2 separate regions of the Mus musculus genome follow, and region 2 is linked to region 1. Evidence: chromatin contacts called from public HiChIP or PLAC-seq data. All regions are on one chromosome and are shown on one strand. The core of a region is the stretch at or near the end of the contact, and the rest is flanking DNA. Distances in the headings are between cores, read along the strand shown.

What was found. HiChIP or PLAC-seq counts read pairs in DNA pulled down with a chosen protein or histone mark.
Region 2: a contact with region 1 is called in an H3K27ac HiChIP or PLAC-seq map of microglia, with 4 times the contacts expected there. The contact joins two enhancer-like sites. A contact is called at or near these places in 6 of 39 promoter capture datasets (the C10 cell line, embryonic stem cells, hippocampal neurons and 2 more), 1 of 484 Hi-C or Micro-C datasets (cortical neurons) and 4 of 115 datasets of contacts at active chromatin or transcription factors (embryonic stem cells and microglia).

What each region holds. Positions count from the first base shown.
Region 1 is chr13:70,647,747-70,653,523 of GRCm38.p6, reverse strand. Gm36377 (a long non-coding RNA gene) reads left to right here. Exons shown (of 3, transcript XR_382634.3): 3 at 1,960-2,938. Among named protein-coding and RNA genes, the nearest start is that of Gm36377, 5.2 kb to the left of the region's middle. Within about 2 kb of position 3,458, at least 16 of the 459 cell types and tissues checked have an H3K27ac peak or open chromatin away from gene starts, as enhancers often do. A contact at or near this core is called in microglia, where this site is marked.
Region 2 is chr13:70,898,746-70,904,617 of GRCm38.p6, reverse strand. No RefSeq gene overlaps it. Among named protein-coding and RNA genes, the nearest start is that of 8030423J24Rik, 19 kb to the right of the region's middle. Within about 2 kb of position 1,662, at least 16 of the 459 cell types and tissues checked have an H3K27ac peak or open chromatin away from gene starts, as enhancers often do. A contact at or near this core is called in microglia, where this site is marked.

The DNA.
Region 1 (5,777 bases), core at 2,209-4,708:
GTAACTTGTATCTAAACAAAAATTAGGTTTTGTTTAAATAATTGACACATAATGAAAATGATGCCTGGGTATAGAGAAGCGTGGTAGTTCTGTGTGACGAGTTGAGTCACGATCAATGCGAGAGAATTAGCATTCCCTTTTCCTTAAATGTGTGTCATTTCTGTATTAGTAAAACTACAGTCCTTCTGTTAGTTTTTATAAAACATATTAGAAATCACTCACTCTCTCTCTCTAATGTTCTACAAGATGCCAGAGAGTTCCAGCTTTGGAGATTTCATTAATGGAAGAGAGAGATGAGGGCAGGGTTGAGAATGGTGTTGCTTGCATCACTTGTCTGTCACCTTAACCCGTCTCTGGAGAAGAGACACAAGTCCACTTTAATTTACTGCCACTGCTCTCTTTGTGACCTGAATTGACTCACCCCAGGTGTCCATTTTCTATCAGGCGCAGAAGACTACTCAAACTCCCTGGCTTTGTCTCCTTCACTGACACTTGCTAATTGCTGCAACTTGAGTTTGGGGGTCCTGTTTGTAGCTACTTAATCTACATAATCTAGCTGAAAGCTAAGGGAAGTTAAACTAGCCTTTTTTTCTCCTTCCTTAATTTAATTACTCATACAAGACCAAACTTTTTCCTCTTTATGTCTCATTTTCATAAAGCTCTTTAAATAAAAGTCAAGAGACATGCAAGCATTTTTTCTAGTGATTTTTTTCTTAGCATGACTTTAATAAGGACATCTTCTGCCCCTATTGTATCAATTCAAAGATAAGTAGGCATGGCTCCAGGTTCAGTTCTCTGTCTCAGAAGCATCCAGGCAAGTCTTAGGCAGGAATTATTGTCTCTATGAGGAAGTCAATTCCAGTGGAAGAGGCAATTTGGCCTTTCCTTCCTCTATGTCCCAGCTCCAAAGAGCAGAGTGACATTCTGTGTAATGAATGAAACAATGAAAGAAATCAGGGTTCACAGTAACCCCCAACCAGACGCCTCTTTGATATTAAAGTCCTGGTTATGAACTTAGTCGCTTAGTAGGGCCAGTGAGATGGCTTAACAGGTACTGGTGCTTGCCACCAAGTCTAGTAACCCGAGTTCAAACTCTAGGACGCACACACACTGAAGGACAAGAATCAACTACAGCTCCTCTTGCCATGACATGCACACACACAAGCATGCAGACACAGGCAAATACACACAAATAAATGCATACATGCATGTTAAAATATTGGTGAAACTAGGAATGCAAGTAGCCACTCACCATCCACATGGTTGGGCTCTATTATCTTCACAAGGTTAAACTCAAAAGTTGAACGAGATAGTCTACACAGGAAGTGATGTGCCCACGCCACTTTCACATGGTTCAAGCTAGAATTCCAAGAGTCAACACAACCTCTTCTCCCTCAGCACACCAATCCTCCCACTCTGCCAGTGCCAATAGTATCTATTCAGACCGGATCCCCTTCCCTCTTGTTCTCCTATGTGGACAGTGGCCAAGTGTCCCCTGACATTTTTTTTTTAAATCTAAGTATACTGTAACTGTCTTCAGACACGTCAGAAGAGGGTGTCAGTTCTCATTATGAATGGTTGTGAGACACCATGTGGTTGCTTGGATTTGAACTCAAGACCGTCAGAAGAGCAGTCAGTGCTTTAACCACTTAGTCATCTCTCCAGCACCCCTCCTACCCTCCCCCCCACCCCCCGGCATCTTCATCACAACAACAGAACAGTCTCTTTCCATCTTGTTTTAGTCAGGGTTTCTATTCCTGAACAAATATCATAACCAAGAAGCAAGTTGGGGAGGAGAGAATTTATTCAGCTTATACTTCCACATTGTTGTTCATCACCAAAGGAAGTCAGGATTGGGAGTCAAGCAGGTCAGGAAGCAGGAGGTGATGCAGAGGCCATGAAGGAATGTTACTTCCTGGCTTGTTTCCTCTGATTTGTTCACTTTGCTCTCTCTTACAGAACCCAAGACTACCAGCCCAGGGATGACACCACCCACAATAATGGACGGAGCTCTCCCCTCTTGATCACTAATTGAGAAAATGCCTTACAGCTGAATCTCATGGAGGCATTTCCTCAAGGGAGGATCCTTTCTCTGTGGTAACTCCAGCTTGTGTCAAGTTGCCACATGAAACTAGCCAGTACACTTCTCTACTGCTATTCCCCTGTCAAATTCCTAGGTCAATCATGTGGACATTGTTCCTGTTATTCGCACATCCACACTATTGATTCCTAAACTTCATTATCTAAAACTTTGCTACCCTAGCATGTGAATGTCTGTCCAACCTGACCTGTGCCCACCTCTTGCCTCAGTTGCTCCATACAAGTATCCATGGCCCCTTACCCTCTCAAGACACTTACAGACTGCCTTGTCTTCAACACACCAAACTACCCCAGACTAGGTTACTGTTCTTGCTCCAACACTTTGTTCTTGTGTGTTTTCCCAGTAGACTTTACTTTTTAAAGGTTTTACCTTTATTTTAAAAAGCAAGTGGAAAGTACAGAGAGGTTTTTCCCATGCACTCCTGTCCCCACCTGTGTGCAGCTCTCTGTGGCAATAACTCCCACCCCATTCATGCTCGTTTAGTAGAAGTTATTGCTCCACATTAGGGTTCATCTGAGAGTTCGACACTCCATGGGTTTCTAAAAGTGTGTATGCCTACATCACAGAGTCAAAAGAACAGCTGCCCTGCTGTGTGATCTCCCTCTGCTCTGCCTCTTGCCCTTCCCACCCTGGTGGGGCCAAAAGCCACCAGCATCCTCATTGACTCTGCAGTTCTGCCTTTCCCAAGTGTCATGGGATCACAGAAAACAAAGCCTTCTTACGTGGGCATTGTTCCTTGATGAATCAGCATTTAAGGCCTCTCCCTCCCCCAAGCCCCTTTAATCACTCGGCTGCTTATTTCTCTTTAATGCTGAATAATATTCCATTGTCACTACATCTTGGAGTTCGTTATTTCGCCTTCTAAAAACCATCTTGGTTCTCCCCCCATGTTTTGGGATGTAAGAGTTTTCCTGATGCTCACACACACGCTTTCCCATACTCCAAACTTTTCAAGCCCTCTGGGTGGATATCAAAACTCACCATTGCTTACACTTTCCGTTCCTCTTCTCCCGGGGTTGTGAGTTCCTTTAGATACCAGCTGGAAAGCTTCCATCAGTTCCTTCACTCACACTTCTTTCAACAACTATTTTTTTGAGTGATTGTCATGTGTGAGGAATGATGTCAGCCCTGGGGACACAGCAGTAAACAGTGAGAAGGTTATCTTCATGGAAGCCCCCACTCCTGGGGAGAGAGGCAGTGAGCAAATGCATAGATAGACATCATCTGCTGGGGATGACAGCTGAGAGGCAGGGACTGGCTGTGTGCCAGGCAGCTCTCTGGCTGGGTAGCCTTGGAGCAGAGGTATGAGTGAGCTGAGGTCAGAGGTCAGGGGAAGGAAGAGAAGCCAGAGGAAATGAAGAGCAGGGCAGAGGTCTTCAGGAAGACGGACACATGCCAGGCAACAGGAAGGGGACACAGCTGTCCAGGAAGGAGAAGACAGGCAGGCAAGAATCGCTGACAGTCTTCTAATGTTGGGGTTTCCTTTCTTAATCCAGGGAAGATATCGCGGACTTACATTTAAGAGTACCTTTGTCTTGATGTGTGTGGCAGATGCTGGGCACTCAGACAGGAGTGGACACTGCTTGTGGTGACGGCAGGGTCAGGGTTGCATGGACTGTTATGCTGGCTGGGCTGCTACCCTGAAAAGCTGGACATGAGTGTTCACATGGGAAAGGAGGGTTGTGTGGGAGGTCTCAACCTCAGGTGCTGGCTATAACTAACAGGAGTGTAGTTGACCTGGGCATGTCAAGTCTGGAACACTCTGACAGAGAATGAAGAGATTTGTTTGTTTGTTTGTTTATTGGATATTTTCTTTATTTACCTTTCAAATTTTATCCTCTTTTCTGGTTTCCCCTCCGGAAAAAAAAAAACCCCTCCCCCACCCCCTCCCCCCTCCTCCTGCTCACCAACCCACCCACTCCCACCTTCTGGCCCTGGCATTCCTCTACACTGGGGTATCGAGCCTTCACAGGACCAAGGGCCTATCCTCTCATTGATGTCTGACTAGGCCATCCTCTGCTACATATGCAGCTGGAGCCGTGAGTCCCACCATGTGTATTCTTTGGTTGGTGGTTTAGTCCCTGGGAACTCTGGGGGTACTGGTTAGTTCATATTGTTGTTCCTCCTATGGGGTTGCAAACCCCTTCAGCTCCTTTGGTCCTTTCTCTAGCTCCTTCACTGGGGACTCTAGCTTGCAAACACTGGCATCATGAGTCTTTTATGGATGCTCTAAGGGATCCTGCATTTTCCAAATTCTCCTAGAAGACTCCCATGAGACACAAGCCTACATCCAGGCTCACAAATGGAGAAAGATATTTCCTCAGATAAGACCAAAGACATCAAAGGGTCATTGTGTGAGGGACAGTGAATGGAATCCATCAGCCCTTGTTTTAGTGGCCACAGAGTGTCAATGTGGGATCTGTCTCACAGTAAGGCCAGCTTAAAGATGTCTTGTTTAAGTCGCAAGGATGTTCCCCACACATACTGAAATACATGGATCACAAACGGGGGCCTCCCTGTGGGAGTAGCTCTTTGGTCCCCTGGAATATTCCCAGAGGCAGCTCCTGGTTATCTTAGTGCTCTGGAGAATTTTAATCCTACATCCATATACGGTATGTAGCAGGAGTGAGGTACACAGTGAGCCCATCGTGAGGAACACAAAAGACCTGGTAAGCAGACAGACAGGAAAGACATCCACATGGCTTGGCTGATGCAAGAAATCAATCAGCCAGCAATATCTTTGACATCTCCAGATGGTGGGGACTTCTTACAGAGAGAGGTGGGACTGGACACAAGGCTTAAAGATCAATGTGAGTGTGTCTGAGAATGGAGATGGATAGTTGGTGACTGGGGCTTGGGAAGATGACGACACCATGCACAAGAGGAGAACTGGAATTGTCAGGAAAAAGAAGTACGTGACAAAGGCCACTTTCTGGGGGTTGCTATTTAACACAACAGCCACCCACACTTTCAAAGGTTTGCCTATGACTTGGTGGGTCTAAGCGTCTCTGATGAGTTTAGGGCGATGCGCCTCCAGTTTCATTTACAGCATGCTTTATAGGTTACAGCTCCAGGCCTGGTGCCAGAAGGGACTAGGGAGATGCTGCTGACGTTGATATGTTGAGGTAGAAATAAGCCTGGCTGTCAAAGAGACTGTGCAAGAAACTGGCAACATGAGACAAGGAGTTCTGGGTAGAGGACCGGAGAACACACTGTGTTAGGGAGACCCTCGTTCTTCTCCTGTTCCCCCAGAGTCCCGGGTGTTAATCGCATCCAGGACATAGTCACCATTTAGTAGACATCTGCCACAGTGCTGGGGTGACAAGCAAGGAGAAGAAAATGAAGCAAGGGCTCTTGGCCAGGAGAAGGCAGGTGCTCTAGGTGGGACGCCATCACTAAAGTAACATTATAGCACCATGGACAAGTACCAGAGACCCCAGAAGCTGGGTCTCAGGTGTGTACAGGGGGGATAGGCAGGTGGAAACAGGAAGAGGGGTGGAAACCAAAAGCCTGTGAAGCCTCAGGGAGGTGGTAAGGCCTCATCCGAGCGTGGAAGGCAGGCTTCCTCACACAGACCTGGAAGAACAGAGTGGTGCAGGCAAAGTGTGTAGTAAGTGAAAAGCCCCATGCATGCCTGAGGCTAGGCCCTCTGGGGCCTGTCAGAAAGTGTGCTGTG
Region 2 (5,872 bases), core at 413-2,912, 250 kb before region 1:
TTATAAATGGAGATGTACAGAAGCCTGTAGCCCAACTGCACAGATCAGAGTAGTGGCGTGAAATAGATGGTAAAAAGAATGAGCCCCTTTCCATGGCAGGAAATTGTATTCAACTCTGGGGCAAGTGGACCGTGCCGCCAGACGGAAGAACTGGTAAGGTTGAGCAGACTCAAATCTCCAGGGAATCTCAGAATTGAGAAAAGCAGGCATGGAGCCAGCTGCCTGCCAAACTACCTGGTCTAGAACACGTAACTGTGGCACTCCACTGAGAGGACCATGACAATCAGCCATGTAACATAAAAACCTGGAGTTCTCCATGCTAATGAGCTATCTCATTAATTTAATCCCTGATTCACTCTGAGTAACATGTATGCATTCACATCCACCATGAAATAAAACTATATGGGCAAGCAAGGATGTCTCCTTTATCAAGGATCACCACAGAGCGGTGACTGAATCTCCCTAAGAAGACAAAAGCCTTTTCTCTTCTAGCACTCACTCAGAACGAAACTGGACTCAGCTCCCGCCCACCCCCACCTCCAACCATTCCCTTCCTGCCTGGCACATGGATGACCTGAGGGGAAGCGTGGACCTGCAGACACCCGTTTCCAATGCCAGAGGCACCCCAGTGGTGTCTGGGTACACAGGAGACACAGTGTCCGTCCCAGCCCAGCCCCCGCTGTTTCTCACTAGGGAAACACAGAATGGGAGCCCTATTTCAGACTGTGTTCTGCCTCCCCTGAGCGGTTTGCTCAGGCACCCCAGTGGTGAGGCAGACATGCAGCCTGACAGTCCACTCTTTCCTTAAGAGAAAGAAATGGAAGAGGAAGCCATCAGATAATGGTTCCTGTTCCCTAGGGAAACCCTTCATACTACAGAGCATATGTAACAACTCGCCCAACCAGGAGGCAACAATTACTCTCTTAACAGTGGCTCTTGTCAACCCAACTCAGACAAACACAAGCTTAGGCCAGGGGGTTCCACTTCCTAGTGTTTGATCCTCACTCTCCTGTGCTCATCCCCCAATCTAGAACTGCGCTCTTTGACAGGACAGGAAGCCTGAGCGCTCCCTGTTACTAATTTGCCTGCGTGTCTGAAGTGAACTGAGTTTACTGCCATGCAATGGGGTTTTGCCCAAGGCTATATGTTCCATAGACACACAATAACATCCAGGTCACTCTCAGCATGAGGCAGGTGCATCAGTGCTAGAGCGGGCTGTGCTTGGTTCTTCCACACACCTCATGCCAGGACTCTTGTGAATTCCTAAGCTTGTTTCTGATGGGCAGACTCACATGGAACAATAGGCACAGCTCTGTGAGCTGAAGGCTCCTGAGAAGGTTTTTCCAATTAATTTACAGTACCCATTTTAATATGCTGTGATTCATGAGTCATTCCTTTGAAGTCACTATGTAGTTTCCTTTTGATTTGGCCTTTCTATGTTGATGGCTATAAGCTGGGACTTAAAGTATTTAACAATTTGTGTGTGTGTGTGTGTGTGTGTGTGTGTGTGTGTGTGTGTCTGTCTGTCTGTCTGTCTGTCTGTCTGTCTGTGTTTGCTTTGTCATCAAGCAAACTGTTTAGTCTGTGAGTCCACTTGCACAGACTGTTGCGACACAATGAAGTGTCTCACGACCTGGCCTGGGGCTGGGAAATGCCTCCCCGTGCCTGAGTCATTGATGTGGCCTGTAAATGACAATCGAGTCTTACAGATGGTCACGTTGCTGCCAGCCTCCCTCCACTCTGCAGACGAACTCACTGCAGTGAGCATGCACTTTCCTGTCCTGTGAGCACAATAGTACTCTCGAGTTAGTTCTGGGTGAGCAGGCAGTGGGTTGATTCCCTTTGGCCCCACGACGCCACTGAGTATGTGTTCTTTGTAATGTCCCCGGACTGACCAACTCAAGTCTCAAAGAAGGAGAGTCATTTGCAAACACATTCCAGAAACATCTAGGATAAAGTGGGTTTGCTTTCGTAATTTGCAGCGGAATACTTTTAACACTGAAGCGTTTGCTCGCCTTCCTTAAACCAAGCTTAGGAGATGCCCCACAGCCTGGCAGCAAATCTAAATTCTGCTCTGCTTTACCTAATTGAATGACTGATTTATCCAGGAGGTTGGGCAGAATCGGCATAGTTATTTCTGTGTTCACAGAATCACCTCCTGGTTTCTGAACAGTCTGCAACCTTACTTGATTTGACGTTAGGCTCCTACAAAGGCTTATGGAGAAGCCAGAGCAAAGGTTGATTTAAAGCTTTGCACACAAACATTCTAACTCTTCAGATGAGATCTAGAGCAGAATAATTTGACCATGCTAGCATCATCTAGAGCATGGTGACAATCATTTTTTGAGTCTCTGACAATAGGATGTGATGGCACAATTGAGAAAGTTGAATCTGATGAATGTGAACTCGGTAATTTGAACTGTCTGTATTTCTTTACATAAAGCTGAGCCTGGGATATGTTCTCACAGTGTCCCCTCAAACAGCAGGTGTCACCAGACAAGTTCACAGACCACTCTGAGGCGCACGAAGAAACGAAGCCTTATGTGTGATTGTGAGCATAGGTACTGACTATGCTCTGCCAGTTGTTGTGATTTATTTGTGGTCTCCATGTTTCACAGTCTTTAATGTGAGGCAGTGCTAGGGTATGCTTTGCTCTTGTGCTTTCCAATGACTTGAACAATACAGGAATGCATGTGTTTCTCATGTAGCCAGCCACGTTCCCGACAGTTGGGAAGGGTGGACTTGAACCCCTGGAGTCAGAGAAGCGTCACTAGGATTCTCTTACCTGAAATGTCTCATTAAGTGCACCTACTGCTAATTTTTCCCATAATAGGATGGGAAGGTGAGAAGCAGAATGGACACAGATCTGCCCTGGGTAACAGCCCAGTCTTCAAGAGTCTGAGTTTTCAACACTTCTATAGAACACTTGTTTAAATTTTTAATATGCTTTAAACTGTTCCAGGAGAAGAACTTGGGTTGTATTATTAAATAAGCCCTCATGCAAACTGGAGTTGGGGAAATGGTGGCTCAGCAATTCAGAGTTCATACTGCCCTTCGGCACCTACTGCAGAGTTCCAGGGAATCTGATGCCCTCTTTGGCCTCCACAGTGACCCACACTTATGTTCACATACCCACACATGGGCACATAGCTAAAAGTAAAAATAGACTTTAAAAAGAGCTTGAGTAACAAGTCATCTCAAGAAGGAGAAGAATAATAACTATTGGAATTCTCATCATGAAGAACAGACTCTGTTTCTAAAAGTAGCAAGTTAGCCACCTGCACACTCTTTTAAAAGACTCTTTGAACACTTGAGAAGGGTAACTTTCACACATATAGTAAAATAGAGGGATGTAACATCAAGAGAGTCAGCGATATAGTCCTGGCCTTTTATTTGCTTTTATTTAAAACTCAGACAACAACAAGAAGAAACAAAACACTTTCAGGGTTGCTCTTCTTCACCTGTTGGAGAAGTGGGTAAAGCATCCAAGAGCGAGTAAGCGTGCTGAGAAGAATAATCAAATGAATATAAGAGAGAAGCAGAGGGATTTCAACCTTGTGACTCAGCAAACTCCTAACATGAAGAGAGAAGAAATAACCGCACACATTCAAACAATAGGCCTAAATATAAAGGGTCCCAACTCATCAATTTAGAACACAAGCTGAACAGATTAAGAGCAGTGCCAGAACCAGTAAGCTGGAAGAGAGGACCTCAATCTAACCGTTCTAGCTTGACAGTACTGTGAGTTCGAGGCCAGCCTGAGTTACATAATGAGACCAGTGAGTGTCAAGCAAATAAACAAACAAAACCAAGGCCAGCTGCGTTCTGTGTACAAGGAATGTACCTCACTGGCAAAGACATAAACAGAAGGGAAGTTAAAAGATAGAAATTCTGTCCCAAGCTAAAGCAATGAGAGAGCAAGCAGCTGCAGGCTAGCAGCTATAGCCAAACTCATGAGTGATACAGCAGATTGCAAGCCAAAGTGAGTCAGAATAAAAAACAAAACAAAACAAAACAAAATACAAAGCCAGTCATTGGCAAACTAATAAAGGAAACAATCCATCAAGATGTGGGGGGCGGGTGTGTGTGTATGTGTGTATATGTGTGTGTGTATATATGTGTATGTGTATATGTGTATGTATGTGTATATCTGTGTGTATGTGTGTATATGTGTATGTGTGTGCCTGTGTGTGTCTCTATGAGTGTGTGTGTGTGCATGTGTGTGCGTGAGTATGATGCTGTTTTGTTCAGTATATAAACAGTGCTGTGTGCCCGACAGTAAATTCCTCACATCCCTTCTTACTTACATGTCTAGCAAAATAGTCTTGTATGTCAAATACCTAGAATGATACGAGGTTCAAGGTTATTACGTTATTGTATTTTGTGTTGGGAAACACAAGCTTGTGATGGGTCCTGCCTGGCTGCTTTCTTCCCAAGAAGTTCATCCATCTCCGTTTCAAGTCTTCTTTAGTCCTTGCTGGTAAGTGACACTACTGTGCTCCTCTGCACAGTATGTCCCATAGTGATTCTCCCAAGTCAGCCAGCCCAGATGCCAAACCCTCTCAGCTCAGCAGCATTGATCCCACTTCCCAGTGGATCTGTAGCCTGGATACTAGGCTGTTCCCTGTCCATCTTCTCTGTTCAGATTCTTTCCAGAATCCACACCTTACACTGTCTGATACCCAGTGCCCAGACCCTTTGACTTATGTGCTCTGATGAGTTTTACAGTTCTTCTTAAGTGGAAGGAGAGACCAAGGATGGGTCCTCACCTGAAGCAGAGATCCCATCATCTAGACCTAGACTGGACCAGCTCCTTCAATTTTCTCATGTCAGTATTCCAACCTGCTTCTCACCTTCCTTCACAGTCCACCCTCAGAGGATCAGAGAGAACCATGCTGGCTGTGGGTGTGAAGACAGTCTCGCCACTCAAACCTTCCAACAGACCTCCAGAGGAAATGTGTCCAAGCCTCTATCTGACCTGCCCACTGCCCCGGTCATTGGTGCAGTGTTGGCTTTAACCATGCTTGGTTTATTTCCTTCTCTAGAGATGCCTCTCTCCTACAATTGTAAACTGGCGCTTCTGGTTCTGTTCCCACTACGCTGCCTTCCTCATTTTTTTGCTCAGCTCTTCTTATGGCTTTGGGGTTTTCATTTCTAGTCCCCATTCCTGTCTGAGGTCCACCTATGGTTTATAAACATGCAACTTTCCATTGCGATGAAAGACATTCCTGCTTTTTTCTTCACGCACGTCTTTGTGAATCCTGTCCAGCACCTACGCACAGTCTCCTGGTCACATTTACCAGCAAGTCACATGTTTTCCATGCTTAAAAGCAGATGTGCACCATCAACGTGTGGACTCTTGGAGTTTGGTTAATTTGGGATACCTATAATTAGAAGAGTCCATGTCATAAGTACTAGGATACACTGGGAGATAAAAAGTTCTGAGCCAGTCACATTCTAGCCAGAAGTCAGGAGGACCCCAAAGTCCCCACACTGAAGACCTGTGGACAGTTAATGGTTTCTGGTAGAGAGAGGGAATTAAAGGATGCACCTTCTGATAGATGACCAGAATCCAGTGGGTAGCCGTACTCTGAAGCTTATATAAACACAGCACAAATCAAATCTACATGTTATTCAAAGAAGAGGGGAACACGATGTTGGGATGTAGGGTGTTGGGTGTTGACTGGATCTGTGTGGAGTTGGGGATGAAGGTAAATAGACTCAAAATACATTATATGGAATTCTCAAAGAATTAATTAAAGTGGTCTCTTAAATGAAGGCTCAATCAACACAATTTTATTATTAAAATTTAACAAAACTTTATAATGATAATTAATAAATATTTTGAATATTTGATATGCTCACTGGATAA